Regions from separate parts of the Sus scrofa genome. Here region 1 is linked to region 2. A link is a contact called in public HiChIP or PLAC-seq data. All regions are on one chromosome and are shown on one strand. Each heading gives the region's core, a stretch centred on a gene start, on an enhancer-like site or on the middle of the called end of the contact. The rest is flanking DNA. Distances are from core to core; before and after follow the strand shown.

Region 1 (2,700 bases), core at 29-2,528, 1.2 Mb before region 2:
TGAGGTCATTGGGAGTCAGTGTTATCAAGCTTCCGGTTCCAACCCCGTCTGTGGTCTACATGCTTGTGGGAAGCATACAGTTAACTTCTTCTGCCCTGTGGGGGCTTCGGCACCTGCAAAACAGCTCTAAGGACATGGCTCAGAATATTATCTATAGTCTCTGAGGAAGATCTAAAGATCCTGGATTTTGTTGAATGGTTAAACTATTATTATTCTGTCTTGCTTGACTGTTTTACTTCTTCTCTGTTTTATCTCATTTCTCTGATTAAATTGATTCTTTGACTATAGTTTTTCTATAGATAAAAAGGCAGGTGGAGGACGGGTGTGGGGTCTACTCTGGGAAGGCCTCATAGGGTCCTGCTGGGTTCCACAGGGAAAATGGAAACATCGAAACATTTCTCAATTAAATGGCAGATACAAGAATTCAGCTGCCTTCTATGAAACTTTAAAGAGATTTGCAAAAATGTAAGACAGTACCACTCTTCTACGTTTTTTGTTTGAGCAAATATAGTTATTTTTCTTAGAAATATGTTATTTAGGAGTTCCCGTTGTGGTGCAGTGGTTAATGAATTCGACTAGGAACTATGAGGTTTCGGGTTCCATCCCTGCCCTTGCTCAGTGGGTTAAGGACCTGGCATTGCCTTGAGCTGTGGTGTAGGCTGCAGATGTGGCTTGGATCCTGCGTTGTTGTGCATCTGGCATAGGCCGGTGGCTACAACTCCGATTAGACCCCTAGCCTGGGAACTTTCACATGGCACGGGAGTGGCCCTAGAAAAGGCAAAAAGACAAAAAAAAAAAAAAAAAAAAAAAAAAAAAAAAAAAAGACATGCTATTTATACTAACATGTGATAGATTTATCAATGCAATTTTTTTGAATGAATTTATTTTATTTATTTTGTCTTTTGTCTTTTTAGGGCTGAACCCACGGCATATGGAGGTTCCCAGGCTAGGGGTCCAAGTGGAGCTGTTGCCGCTGGCCTACACCACAGCAATGCCAGATCCGAGCCATGTCTATGACCTACACCACACCTCATGGCAATGCTGGATCCTTAACCCACTGATTGAGGCCAGGGATTGAACCTGCAACCTCGTGGTTCCTAGTCGGATTCGTTTCCACTGTGCCACGACGGGAATTCCTATAAATATAATTTTTAATAAATTTGTAAACATTAAAAATTTATCTTTTTTTATTTGATAAACATCAGTAGAGTATAACCCACATAAAAAAACTTGTTAGGATTCTCAAGTCTTAAGAGTTTTCAAGGGGTCCTGAGACCAAAAGTTTTAAGAAAGTTTAATTGCTACAAGAGATGATATGACAAGCTAAACCTTCTGTGTAATATTGAATCAAGTTGCATATTCTCTTCGCCCAAGTTTCATCATATGTAAAATTAGGAGTGAATGCTATACATGTAACGAAATTAGAAGGCCAGGAGCACAAAATGATATTGTTTAGCTCTTACTGATATTATTCTATTTTCTCTATGAGATAGGAGGGAACAATATCTTCTAAAACTGATGGAGGAAGTGGAAGTGGTAGAAGTTTGAGAAAGGGGAGATTTGATGAAGCCCTCATGGAGAAGTTTTTTCCTCTTAGTTTTGTCTCTTCCTTTAGATTTCTCCTTTTCTAAAAACAAAATTGAGGAGGCCTTCCCCATCTTTTTCCTCCTTCTGTTTCCCCATCTTCCCTCTTGGTCAGGTCTTCTGCCCAGGGCTGGGAGCTCCGCCCTCCGCGGGAGAGGGAGGGCCGGGGCGGAGCGAACAGAAGTGGGCGTGTCCTCTCCTGTCGACGTGCGGCCGTGAGGACGTTGCTTACGTCAGAGGACATCCGGTCCGGCTCTCAGTACCCTGAAGCTGCTCGGTCCGCCTTCCGTGGGTTTAGTAGCGTTTCTCCACCCGGAGTCGTGGTCCAGGAATAGAATCTGGTGCTGCTGCGGGCCGGCCTCACGCTATCCCTGCCCCTCGGCCCCCGGAGTGAGCCCGGCCTCCCTGCGAGGGTGAGCGAGGTCGGCCCGGAGCGCGCGCGAGGGAGGGTGCCCCGCGGGCGGGGGCCGGCTGTTGGTTCCCCCAGCCGCGTGGCACCTACGTCGTCTCCTTTGGACGCCCCCTGCGCCCCGCAGGGTCCTCGGGCTGCAGACTTACCTCCAAAGCTGCAGGCACCCTGGGCTTGTTTCCTCATTTCGTGACACGGGCCACGTCCTCGGGAAGGGCTTAAGTCCATATAAGGCTGAGAAATAGAATTCACTCTTAAAGTTTACAAAACAAACTAGGCGGAAAAAAGGAGGCTCAACTTAGCGGGTTCACCCCTGGGGACGCAGGAATTCATTCGATGATCACCCTGTGATTATTTTATGAACTCCTTTGGCCAGGGCAGTACACATTTTTTTCACCTTGTGTATTTTGTCATTTTAAATACTGGAAGAGTGACCTAGTGGACTTGGACGTTACTCCCAGTAACCACTTACTCAGTTAAAGCTCTCGGCCTGGTTTGTCTGTATTTTTAAGTCTCAGCTAACGACCACTCGGATTTTTTTTTTTTTTTTTTTTTTTGGTCTTTTTGCTGTTTCTTGGGCCGCCCCTGCGGCATATGGAGGTTCCCAGGCTAGGGGTCGAATCGGAGCCATAGCCACCGGCCTACGCCAGAGCTACAGCAACGCGGGATCTGAGCCGCGTCTGCAACCTACACCACAGCTCACAGCA
Region 2 (2,700 bases), core at 120-2,619:
TAAGTTTTGTGCAGGAGCAGGAGCAGCAGCAGCAGCAACAACCTCATCAACATGCACATCCTCACCCTTATAAACCTCTAGTCCCCAAATAGAAACTGCTGGTGCCTCTCCATCTTCTAGGGACAGAAACCACCCCCCAACAGGGAGGAGATTTCAGAGGCAAAGGGAGGGGCAAAAACAGGTACCTGGAGCTCCAGCATCCTGGTCTTAGTCCCAGCGACAAGCCTGAAAGTCCCTTCAGGAACGACCCCTAGCTCCGAACATCCCTGGCCTGGGTGCTCCGTGCCAGAGGTGCCCTGAGAGCTCGCGGACCCTGCAGCGCAGTTTTCAGACTTCAAACAACGATGCTCCCCCCACAACACACAGTACCACCAGCAGCACCACCACCGCGCTTTCAAGTCATGGCCCTGGCTTTCTGACCCTTTAGAAGGACCTCTCTGTGGGAGGACAAGTGATGTCTGGTTGCCAAGAAGAGACACGTAGCGGGCTGAGTTGCTGGGAGTGGAACGAGGGTGGTCATGACAGGGACTCTTTAGGAAAAGCCCAAAACGGGGCAACTGAGACCCCAGTATCAAGCACCCTCACTCCCACCCCCACCCCACCCCCACCCTTCGCCCTGAAGGCGACTTCTCCCGGGGCGGGCGGCGTTGGCAGCTTTGTGGCCGGGATAGGGATGAGAGCGAGCCCCCCCTCCCTCTGGCCACCGCAGCCCCTCCAAAGGGACCGCGAGGGTGGGCGCAGCCTTGGAAGGTCAGCGAGGCCAGAGCTCGGAGTTAACCCGGGGCCCTGAGAGTGAGTGTGAAGGGGTGAGGATGAACGTGAACCCGCGCGTGGGCCCGACCGAGCGGCGCCGGGCCAGAGTGTCCGCGGGGGTCAGGGGTACTCCTGCTGCCGAGGAGAGGCAGCGCACCACACCCCTTAGGCGCGAGGGCCGTATGGGGCTATCGGGGCTGCCAGGCTGAGAAACTTAATGCCAAACAAGACTCCCTCACCACCCCCCGCCAGGACGTGACCCCCCCCACCCCGCTCTCAGACCCGCTCCAACGCCTGACACATTCCCCACCGCCTCCCAGACCACCCTGGCCAAACCCCCCACCCGGCCCTGGGAGCCCCGGCGGGTAATTACCTCTCCTGGAGGCGGAGTGGGGGGCGGCAGCAGCAGCAGCAGACACTTTTAGCCTGACTTTCCGGCGTTCGCGGGTGAGCGTGTGCGCGCCTAGCGAGAGCTGTAACCTGCTATTTATAGACCGGAGCCTCAGCACCCGGGCTGGGAACCCGGAGGAAGCGAGCCGGCGGCGCGGCGGCGCAGGGCGCAGGGCGCGAGCGGCTGCTCCCCGAGGCGCCCGCGCCTCCCTCGGGCTCCGGGTTCCCGCCGCGCTCCCCGCTCGCTCCCCGCCCCGCCGCGCGCGCCCCGGAGAAGTTGTCGCCGGCGCGGCCGCCTCTCCCCTGCTCACATGCTCCCCTGGCACAATCGCTACTTTCTCCCCCCGCACCCCCCCCGCCCCTCCAATCCCACCCCTCCCTGCTCCTCTTCCTCTTCTGCTGGTTCCCAGCGGTCTCCTCCCAATGTCACCGGCGCCCGAACAGAGGCAGCGACGGCAGCAAGAGTCGCGCAGCTGGCGCAGCTCGCCTCCCACTACCGATGGAGTGGAGTTGATGTCCCCGCCGCCCAACCTGAAATGACCCCAACAGGCTCACTCTGTGTACCGCCACCCCGCACCCCGACCCTCTGCTGGGCCCCTCTGCCAGCGGGGACGGTCCCTAGCCTGTGCTGCCAGGAGCACCGCTGCGGAGCGGTGGTGAGAGGTGACCCGAGGCCGCCACGCCGCGGCCGGGGCCACGGAAACCACAGGGGTTTTTAAACGGCGAAAGGGGGCGCCCCAGAACCGGGCTCAGTCCGGGAGGGTAGGGAAGCGACGTTCCCCCCGTCCCCGCCCCGTTCCCCGGACTTCTGCCTGCCACCACTCTGGGACCTGTCTCTCTTACTACTCCTCTGCCTGGGCCCGGACTTAGGGCGGAGGAGACCTGGGCAATGGCGAGGCTTCCAGCTCAGCGCAGCCCACCGACCACCCGCCGCAGTCCCCACGTCTCTGCTCGGGGACTGAGGCCGAGCTGTTCCCCACAGGCGTGTGTCACGCCTTTGGCAGCCCCGGCGCGTGGAGACAAATCTACGCTCTGTCTGTTTGGGTGTCAGGAAAACAGGGTACGTAATCGCGCAGTCTGAACCGAGGCTAAAACTCCCTCACTTCCTCGCAAACAAGCCCACGGGCGAAGGCAAGCTGCCTGGCTATTCCGGGTTGCGGGGTGTGGGGCAAATGCCTCTCCCCATCTGCGCCTTACAGGTGCCACCTGGCGGTTCTCGTGGAGAGGTATTGACTGAGCTGCTCAAAGGTAATGGTAAAGCTGGGAATGCCAGCCCCAGTCCAGGCAAGCACCCTCGGTAAGGGCACTTTTAAAAGATAATAAGGCGGAGTGAGAATACCAGTATGCTCAGGTTACATTTGCCACGCAGAGAGACTGGAATCCCAAAGTTAGGATGGTAACATCGATTTGGGTTAAGTCAGGGCTTAATGTTACACCAAGTGGGAAGCTGTAGCTGTCCCCACCTGTCACCCCTGCTGTCACTTCCTACTCTAGGCATCCATTCTCTCCGCAAGCATTTCACTGCCAGCCAGCAGGTTAGAAGCTTTATCAATGAGA

The links. HiChIP or PLAC-seq counts read pairs in DNA pulled down with a chosen protein or histone mark.
Region 1: an H3K27ac HiChIP or PLAC-seq map of skeletal muscle shows a contact between it and region 2, with 8 times the contacts expected there. The contact joins the promoter of ZNF330 here to the promoter of INPP4B in region 2. A contact is called at or near these places in 2 of 2 datasets of contacts at active chromatin or transcription factors (alveolar macrophages and skeletal muscle).

What each region holds. Positions count from the first base shown.
Region 1 is chr8:86,035,316-86,038,015 of Sscrofa11.1, reverse strand. ZNF330 (zinc finger protein 330) reads left to right here and starts at 1,278. Exons shown (of 10, transcript XM_021101553.1): 1 at 1,278-1,997.
Region 2 is chr8:84,810,751-84,813,450 of Sscrofa11.1, reverse strand. INPP4B (type II inositol 3,4-bisphosphate 4-phosphatase) reads right to left here and starts at 1,369. Exons shown (of 30, transcript XM_021100673.1): 1 at 1,127-1,369.